Regions from separate parts of the Mus musculus genome. Here region 2 is linked to region 1. The links are chromatin contacts, called in public Hi-C maps. All regions are on one chromosome and are shown on one strand. The core of a region is the stretch at or near the end of the contact, and the rest is flanking DNA. Distances in the headings are between cores, read along the strand shown. Region 1 has its middle 120 kb from the start of Samd5. Region 2 holds the start of Samd5 (sterile alpha motif domain containing 5).

Region 1 (4,840 bases), core at 1,535-4,034:
TTGTAAATATATAGCCTATAAATGCTTTAGATATCACCCAATTGAATGAAAGGATTACAAAGCAAAGTAGCCATAGAAAAATCAGTATTTTTAATTAATAGAAGTATTTGGTAATTCTCTATGATTGTGTATGCATACATTCATAGAGAATATATATATATATATATATATACATATATATAAATAATTATGTAAGGTAGAAAAATACTCAAAGACTTAACATACATAGGTTTGGTATCCACATACTATATCCAGGAAGAAATATTGCTTATGAATTCATGGAAGATAAAACATTTCACCATGGATAAACCTTCATCAGTAATGAATCAACACCCAGTCACCTCTGTTCCATTTACTTGCAAATAATGTCCCAGTTTTTCTACATGCCATTATATATGACATTTAAACCTAGTTACTTTGGTCCACAGTCGTAGGTAAGTCAGGCAAGTTAAGGATCCCAAACAAAAGCCTGTTAATATATCAGAACTAGAGAGTTTATTTTGATTTTTGCTTCTTCCTTCCCTCCCTCCTCTTTCTTCTTTCCCTTCTTTTCTCCTTCCTTTCCTGCTTGCTCTCCCTGCCCTTCCTCTAAAATAACCTTGTCCACGAACAAAGCCATAGTTTGTATAGTGAAATGCTTCAGGTCACACACTTCTGTGGAGTAGGAACCCACAGCTTAATGTGACTTGGAACACTGGTAAATAACTGTCAAATCTCCTGAAGCCAGAATGAGTTTTCACCCCCATTGTGGACTGTGTGTTTTTTCTCTGCAAATATTATTGTCTTGCAAAAGCAATCCAACTCAAGTGAGACCAGTGTTCTATGTACATCAGAGACCAAAATCGAAAGAATAAATAGAATTGCTACAGAGTTGAATAAAATATCCTTTACTGTGTGCATTAGTCAAGCTTGTCTGAGACTCCAGAGGAGGATACTGATATAACAACAACAACAACAACAACAACAAGGAAAGAATCTGCTCCTGTGATTAAAAGGACTACAGAAGATATATCTATAAAATACTAACTGACATGAGAACCATTAATAAATAGAAAGAAAACATCTTTACAAGTTGCCAATCATTTCATATGCCCTTCAAGATGAGATTTTTCACCGTCAAGTAGAGTATGCTAGTGGTCTTCATGAAAGAGTTGTGCCTCAACTAAGTCTTCTTTAGCAGGGTCAATAATGAATACGAGTGTTTTATTATAGCATGATCAGTTTGACAAATTTTTGCATCTGGGGAAGGAGCAATTACTGTCACAGAATCCAGCATGCCTAAATGTCATTTGCTTTCTTTTGCAGTGATTTTATTCTGGAATGATAATAACACAGACAGAGGCTAACTAAACCATTCACATTAACACTAAAGCCCTGCAGCTCATACTACCAAGAAAAATAAGTTCCCAATTAGCTTTAAAATGTTTACAGAGGGGCTGGACAGATGACACAGCACTTAGGAGCACTGGTTGTGTTTGCAGGGGACGTGGGTTCAATCTCTAGCACCCACATGCCATCTCACAACTGTCTGTAACTCTAGCCCCAGGGAATCCAACAACTTCTGGCATCTGAACACACCCAACACACATGTGGAACACACACATATGTGCAGACAAAACATTTATACACAAAATAAAAATAAACGTCTTTAAAAAAAAAACAACAAAAAAGCAAATGTCAATAGAATTAGCTTTGTGGTTGTAGCTTTAGTTGGAGACTGTTTAATGCTTGGGCTGCACAGCTATTGGAAAGAGAACAAAGGTTCCTTCCTTTGTACTTATCATTGATGTTTCAACAAAATGCTGTCTTATTTTTCTTATCCGTAAAATGAAAGGGTTGGGCCAGACGTTCACTGCTACTAAATGACTGGAAGAAAGGATGTCATGGTGGGGAGCGCGCAGAGGTAGATTCTGTAGTGTGAATGGAAAGGTCACATGATGAGCCCGTGATACATGAGCTTGGGAATCCAGGGACTGTTGCAACTTAGCCTTGATTGCTGCCATGCTCCAAGAGACTTCTGCGATCGACTAATATAAATCCTTATTTCAAAAAGGAAACTGAGGTATGATATGGTGCCATTTTTGTTGATAGGGACATTACCAAAGCTATGTTTAGAATCCTTACTGTATGGAATTAAATAAAGATCATTGAGTACCATGAAGAGAGATGAAACTTTAGAAAAAAGAAAAAAAAAACTTTTGAATATTACAAAGGAAGTCAATATTTTTAAACTATGAAAAAATTACGAGTGTTGTAGATTGTTGCAGTCTGTAATCTAGCTCATTATTCTTTTTACAAAGGAAAAGAAAAATTGTAGAGTATCTATATAATAATCCCATTGTTCACTTTTGCATTGAACAAAAGGGGAAGTGTTTTAACACAGGCAAGATGCATTATTTCTGACTTGGTAAGAATTAAAACAGAAACAGTTACACTGGAAAACAAGCTAAGCATCTTTTATTTCAGAGAATCAGTGCTATAAGACAGTAATGATCAAGCATTCTAAGGATAAGAGTGTCTACTATTTATTTTATAATGAATATAATTTTAGATAAATACATCATGCATTCAGACTACAGTGAACAACATAAGAAGCTCACTTAAAAACTTTAAAAGTTAGGTTAGTTCAAGTTTGTAGGTAAAATTAATAGATTCTTCATTCCTTACCTCCCACCAAACACTAAAAATGTAATTGCAGCAATCTCACAGCAGTGGGTAGGGCAGAATACCAAAAGAAAGCTTGGAGCAGGGTTTCCAGACAGCTGGGAGTGAATCAAGTACAAACTCTCCAGAAGTTAGCATCTGAATCATCACTTAAACAGAAAATCTTTGTAGACGGTTTATGATGAGAGTCTAGTCATCCAACTGCTAAAGCTTTGAGAAAAAAAAAAATGTTTATAAAAGAGGGGGAAAAAAAGGAACCCAGACAAAGGCCAAGTAGGAAAAGGTCTGTAGACATCCTGAACTGTGTTCCAGCTTCCTCTGTACCTCTTTGAACATGATCACTGTACCACACATAAAAGGGTGACTTGCTCTTTAGCACACATGGTGATGAGGAACATTTGACAGCCTTACAGGCAGTGCTTGTTAGCCTGTAAACAACCAGAGCCTCCCTATATGCTCCTGAAGCTCACACATGGGTGGAAGAAATGAGCAAGGCAAAGCTCAAGGCAGCTCCTGCCATGGTGGAGACTGTCACGGTCAGAAGAGCTAGGGATCAGGTTAAGGAGCCCTGGCTTCTCAGATCCTGAATCCTCCCTCACCCAACAATGTAATCACCATCCATCACTGTCTAGCCCTTATGAACGCTTGCTGACGGTAAAGCAAATTTACAGAGGATTAAGGAGCCCAAACATACTATTATGCAGCTTTCAAGTTTCCACCAGAGTCCGGGCATCTTCAAAGGGAGTTCTGAGAAGGGTAGGGCACAGAACAAGGGAAGCAAACATTGAATTAAAAAATACTTAACTGCTAAGCAACAAGATAAGCATCTGAATGCTCATAAACACAAAGTCCCTGGGTCTGACTCTGAGGGTCATAACCCTGATGTGCCATCTTGCAAAGCCTGTGGCCTTTGAGGTGAGCAATATTTCAAGGCATTTTTAAAATTTGTTTTGGGGACGTAGTATCACAAAATCTTACTTCTTTTAATGAGGATACTTCCCAGTGAGCATCTTTTAAATGAGACTGGACAAAATACCATTGACTTTATTAGGTAAGTGTATACGTTAATATTATACCTTTCTTTTTTTTTTTTTTTTTGTTTTTGCTTTTGTTTTGTTTTTTTGAGACAGGGTTTCTCTGTGTAGCCCTGGCTGTCCTGGAACTCACTCTGTAGACCAGGCTGGCCTTGAACTCAGAAATCAGCCTGCCTCTGCCTCCCAAGTGCTGGGATTAAAGGTGTGTGCCACTACCACCCGGCTTATACCCTTCTTAAATATGTGGTAAAATTCACAGAATTTAACCATCTTTTAGGGTTCCCTTTAGGAATATGGCTACATTATCTAGAGTTCTTCTTCATTTTTTTGATGCCTACTTTGACCACTGACCCTTTAGCTCTAATGTGTGCAGTGTCAACTGAAGAATCCGAATGGTCAATTATTCTCTGGCTCATCTTTATTCTTACAAAGCAGCTTACCGTGCTTTTGCCCTTTTTGCCCAACAGTAAGCATTTCTTTAAAAAAAAAAATCAATTAGAAGCTGTCACTGTTTCTACATGGATATCAAAACTTACCTATGCCAGGTATATATACTGATGGTTACCTATGCTCCCAGATACTCTCCTGACAGAGGCAGGAGGATTGAAAGTTTGAGACCAGGTTGAACAACTTAGCAAGAACTTGTCTAAAAAATAAAATAAGGGTGAGGGATATAGCTGAATGGGTGAGTTCTTGGCTAGAATTCAGAAGCCCTTAAATTTAATCTCCTGTAAGGCAAGAATAATTACTAACTAATTAATTAAATAATTTAAAAGACCGAGGGCATAGCTCATCAGCAGATGTTTAGTAGCGGGCAAAAGCCTGGGATTTAATCCCCAGTACAAAAGTAAAAACTAAATTATCTATTTTGAATATAATTAGTTTTCAAATATAAATAAAGCTACTTGGAAAACTGACCTATGGTATACGCTGGAGTCTAGCTCAGCAGTAGAGCACTTGCCAAGGATGTTCAAGACCTTGGTTTTTTAATTTTAGGATCAGTGCTATAAAAGAACCTTTGCTGAAGATATTTATATACAGGTTGCCAACCCAAATACAGCAGTCAAACGAACATAGTGAACAACTGATCTTATGACTTACTCATACACGTTCTCACAGCAAAAGATGCCGAGGAAGGATTT
Region 2 (5,218 bases), core at 97-2,596, 120 kb after region 1:
TTTGCTCAGCATCCCATTACCCGGAATCCTTAAGCTTTAGGAGCCTCCTGTGAATAGGCACAAGTTTTGTGTTTAGCACGCCCCCCCCCCCCACCACCACCACACACACATAGGTTCCTGTTAATGGGACACTTCTCCATAGCATGGAATTGAGAACAGCAGGCCCTGAATTCCCCTACTCCTTTGGCAATAGTCACCCACTCCTCTTGGAAGTTTCTCAAAACTCAGAAGAAAAAAGTAAAGAAAAAGAGGAAGGTTGAAAATAAGGCAGATGTGACCCATCTTTTTTTTTTTTTTCACTCTTCCAAGCCAGACACTACTAGAGGCATTAGGATTTCCCAGAGGCATTAGGATTTCCCGGTGGCCACCAAAAGCAAGCACCCATTGCTCAGAACCTGACAATCGAGCCCATATGCTAGGGTGCTGTTAAGAGTTGTCTACATGCAAAATATGAGTGAGCAGCTATTATTAGAGACGCCAGCACAGAAGGAATAGATAGATAACGCAGAAAACGGGAGAACCAGACACCCCGAACACCCTGGTTTCTCAATTGTCACCTAGACTGACTGCTGAGCCGCTGCAGAAGCTCCAGGCCTGGTTCCCTCCCGCCATGCCCAAGGTCGCCCTGGCGGGGCCTCCTTACCTTGCGTGAGTATGGGGGTTTGCTCAGGTGGATGCCATCGCGGACCAGCTTATCCCGGATCATGATCTTCAGCTTCAGCTTAGGGTAGCTCACCAGCTCCCTGCTGCAGGGAGCGCCCGGCTGGCCACGGGGGTCCCCGCGAGTGCCCTGGGCTGAGCTGCCACATGGCTCCCCCCGGCGGCCTGGGGGCACCGCTTCTACCAGCGGTGCCGGTGGCACGGGCTGCGGTTCAAGGGTGAAGTAGAGGCCGGCAGCGGCCGCATCCTGTTCCCGCAGCCGGTGCACAGCCTCTAGGATGCGCCGGCGGTGCGCGGGAGCCAGCACCCCGATGGCGTCCAGGTCCGGGTCTCCGATCTGCTTGCACACTTCCAGGTCATCGTAGCCATTATCCACGAAGGACTCAGCGTACTGTGGGAGCTGTAACGCTTTCAGCCACTCGTAAACTATGTTGGTGCACATGGCTGAGACTCGGAACTCGCCAGCGAGTACCCAAGTGACACGGGCGGCACCAGTTCTTGCAACTTTTAATCCTCTCCTGGAAAGGGGTGGGGAGAAGAAACAGCAGGAAAAGTTTCTCCCTTAGTGGTTAGGCTCCGGCCGCAGAGTCAGAGCCATAGAAAGCAGCCGGGGAGGGAGCGAGAGAAAACGAGGAGCGTCTAGCGGCGAAGTGGATTCCCCGAGCAGGCGCGGCGCTCGCGGGCACTGGCGGCTGGGCGAGCGGCTGGGCTCCGCGCCGCCCCTGGATGCGCGGCCACCGCGGGGAGGGGCGCGCAGGCGGGGCCGGGCACACCCCTCGCACCCGCGCGGGTCACCGTCGCGCTGCGCCGCCCAGGAGGTTCCCCAGCTGGGGCAGTCTGGGGAGTGCTCGCTGCATGTCGCTATCTGGCCGGCTCCGTGGACGTCTGCAACCGGGTCCCACGCCGTGGAGGCGGCTCCGGCGGGCAGACCGGTGGATGATGGCGAGCGCCTGGTCTGTGCGCTTGTCAGTCACTGTCGTTCCCGGGGTCACGGTGACCCGGTGGCTATTAAGCTTCCGGACTCCGGTGGCTGCCCTGGATATCTTTCGACATTTCTTTTGAATCCGACTTCTCCAAACCCCTAGATTTTTTTTTCTTCGCTCAGTTCCCAAGCCAGTGGGTACTCTCGCCTGGGTGTCCAAGGGGAGGACCCGGTCACTGGTCCTGAGAGAAGCTGTTGAGTCCAGTGTCCCTTCTCCTTTCCCGATGCACGTAGAATGTCCTTTCAAAGGAGCGGGTTGCTAAGGCTCCACAGGCACGGTGTGTCTGGCTCTGTGGTGCTGCGCTCTGTGCCCCAAGCAGCTGCGTTTTGGCAGCAGGGTGGGAGCGACGTGGGGACTGTCCAGCCTGATGGGCGCGAGGCCCCTCCTCGCTATAACTAGTCACACCGGGTGGGTGTCGGGAGGGGCACGACTGCTCCCGATTGCCTCTCCCTCCAAGGCCATCTGACCTGCGAAAGTTTGGGGTGGGTTGTTACTTTCTCCTCCTCGGTCAGCGCATCCCTACCTGATCGGCATCCCTCCCCACCCCCACCTTCCTTCCAGCCACACAAGCACACCGCGTTGTGTCAGACCCCCTCAATCTCTCCCTGCCTTTTTGCTTTCTATTCACTTCGCGTTACAGCTCTTCTGCCCCAGGTGGCTCCCTGCCCAGGGACAAGAGAGGTTTTCTGCCTCCGAGACAGGGACCACAGCCGACTCCCCCTTCTCTGCCCCAGGGTCGCGTGTTAATTGATACACCACCACATACACCACCACGCAGCTGTGTTAAAGAGAACACTAGGGCATCTAGCACTTCTGCCTAGATGGGAGTAACAAAATTAACCGAGATTCCCTCCTGGTGCCCATGGCCCAGCTTTGAATGGAGGCGGGGGAGTGGGGAGGAGAAGGGCGACCCCCCGGAGTTCCTAGGCCTCTTTTCACTTCGTCTGATCTTTGGGGAAGCAGTTAGAACCTTAAGAAACCTTGCAGGCAGCAACAATTTCCTTTTCACAAAAGTAACACTCAGCTTCACTCTAGAGCCAGACCTGGCCAATACCCTTCCTGAAAGAGTCCTTCTGGGGCCCTACCTGTCTCTAGGCACAACACTAATGATGGCACTGCCCATCCGTGGCTTTAGAGTCGTTCCCCGTGGCTCCAGGACCGTTGGCTGTGGGTAAGGGACTCTCTGTGCCACGTTTCCACTAAATTAGTGAAGCTTAAACCCCTCTTGGGACAGACACTGAGAATCAAACTAACTCTCTCTCTCTCTCTCTCTCTCTCTCTCTCTCTCTCTCTCTCTCTCTCTCTCTCCTTTATGGTCTGTAAAATACCTGATATGGGTGAACCCAAAATGCGTCCCGTATTTCTACAATAGCTGGGGCCTATATGCTGAGTCCCAAGCTCCTGGATCCAAACGTCTCATACTGAAAAATAGCTACCAGGAAGAACCTTCTGTTTGGGAAGAAGAAAGACTACAACGCGGGTAGTCACGGAGCCGTGTCTGCCCGCAGTCCTAGATCACCCGCGTTTCCGTGTTCAGAGACTAGATTATGGTTCTGATCCTGGAGCAAGGCTCTGGGTTACCCCGGACCCTCCCTACCTAGCACGGATTGTAACTTGCCCTCCGTCCCTTGCCAAAGCAAGCTCACAGTGCCCTCTTGTGTCCAAGTGCTGGAATTTTAAGGCGTTGCCCAAGTCCCAAACTTGTTTTGTTCGGCTGAAGGAAGAAGAGGGCTTTATGGTTCCTATTTGCCTTCGTAATGTACAGATAATGCCCTCGCGTGTACCTTTATATCTCAATGCTTTGTCATGAAAACCGTTGGGTTTTGGTGAGGTGGGTATTGCAGTACTTTCAAAACAAGTCTGCTTCAATGGAACAGAAGTTCTCTGTAAATGCTTCTTCGGAAGTTGGTACTATATGCCAGGCATCTGCATTTATGTCTAAGTATATGTGGCTCTTAGAAGTATTATCCGCTATGTTACAAAAAAAGGAAGACCCATGTGTGAAACATTCCCTCCTCGTCTGGTCACTGTAGAGGAAAGGGTAGAGAACTATGAAGACAGAAACTCAGGGACAGGCTTCCAGCCACTGGATTTCCAGCTCCCTAGCCATTGCTAAAGGAACCAGCAGGAAACCTTGGGCTGGTTATAAAAGCAGAGTCTCTTACTTCTGCTGTTTGTGTGGTTAGAAAAGGAAACTTTCAAGCTCTTGAGTTTATTGCCCTGGCTTTTCTTTCTCAACTTGTTTGAAAACTCCAATAACACTACTTAATAGTCCTTTGCTTTCTCAAACACAGCCTCTTTCCCTCGGGAGCTTCAGGGCATTCATTTTGTCTCGTTACTCTTCAGCAAGCCAGTGAGTATTTTTATTTCCATTTTACAATTAAGGAAACTGTATTGGAGGAAGATGAATGGCTTGCCCAAGGTCATATGGTAAATCAGGATAGAGACAAGAACAAGCCTGTCTTGTTGAAGCCCCTCCTCTGCTATAGGCAACAGGGATTCTCCCTTATTTATGATCCGGGCACTGTCCAATTAGGAACTAAAGGATCCTGTGCTCTCGGGAGGGAACAGCTTTTTATGAATTAATCATTTGTTAATCAGTCATAAATAAAATCTCTCTTTTGACCTCTCCTTTTCCTCTCTTGCACACATTTCCCATGCTTGTCCAAGCCTTTGTGTGAAACTGCTGCTCCCAGTAGACTTCATTTATTTCTGAAGTCACAAATACAGAGCTTCTGTGGTCTGTACTCATCTCTGCTTCCTACGGAGGCTCCTGGCTATAGTCCAGAATGAAAGGGCAAAAATAACGATGGGGGAGGGGTAGAGAGTACATGGTTTGGTGGATCGAGTAACTTGCCGCACGGAGTTCAGATCCTGAGTCCAGACATCCCTAGTCTAACTAAAAGGATTTAGGCTGGATGCAAGGGGCTGTAATGCCTGTTCTGGGGGGGTGGGGGGGGGAGAGATCAGAGACAGGTAGAACCCAGGGATAGTTGAGAGCCAAGTGGCAAAGTCCAGGTTCAGTGAGAGACCCTTTCTCATAAAATAAGGTTGGTGGTGATCTGGAAAGTCTCTAGACACTGACTTAGGACCTCCACACGTGTACATACAGCCAATCACCATTTTCACACACACACACACACACACAGTGTGTAATTTTAAGATTTGGAAGCCTTCAGGAGCTACAAGGCCATTCTATAGCAAATACAGAATCCAAATTTACATAGAGAAGCTAGAGGTCCAGGGAACTGAAGTTTGCATGTGTGTCTTACCCACATATGTGACAGAGCCCAGATCTTTTCCTCTTGGGCTTTGTACTGCATTGTCTTCTTTTATGTGGCTATTGTCAAAATTGTATACATTCATCGATGTATACTGAGATACAGTACCAGACACCAAAGCAAAAACCAAGCATACAGTGTTTCTTCATTAACAGGAACTGGAGAGATCTCACCATACAGAAATTTAGCTGCTGGGCTTTAAAAGTTTGCTTGCTTTGCTTTGTTTTGTTTTATTTTGTTTTGTCTATGTGTTCTCCCACTCAAGCACTAACCAGGTCGGACCCAGTTTAGCTT

What was found. Hi-C and Micro-C count contacts between places; a contact is called where the count stands out from the background.
Region 2: a contact with region 1 is called in a Hi-C map of the N1E-115 cell line, with 5 times the contacts expected there. The contact joins the promoter of Samd5 here to the enhancer-like site in region 1. A contact is called at or near these places in 3 of 39 promoter capture datasets (the 3T3-L1 cell line and liver), 10 of 484 Hi-C or Micro-C datasets (the C2C12 cell line, the N1E-115 cell line, the Patski cell line and 7 more), 4 of 115 datasets of contacts at active chromatin or transcription factors (bone marrow-derived macrophages, a colorectal cancer cell line, embryonic stem cells and 1 more) and 2 of 9 other capture datasets (adipose tissue and embryonic stem cells).

The regions. Positions count from the first base shown.
Region 1 is chr10:9,554,552-9,559,391 of GRCm38.p6, forward strand. It overlaps a transcript of Samd5 not described here. Among named protein-coding and RNA genes, the nearest start is that of Samd5, 120 kb to the right of the region's middle. Within about 2 kb of position 2,785, at least 35 of the 459 cell types and tissues checked have an H3K27ac peak or open chromatin away from gene starts, as enhancers often do. A contact at or near this core is called in the N1E-115 cell line, where this site is marked.
Region 2 is chr10:9,673,862-9,679,079 of GRCm38.p6, forward strand. Samd5 (sterile alpha motif domain containing 5) reads right to left here and starts at 1,347. Exons shown (of 2, transcript NM_177271.3): 1 at 644-1,347. The coding sequence starts at 1,102.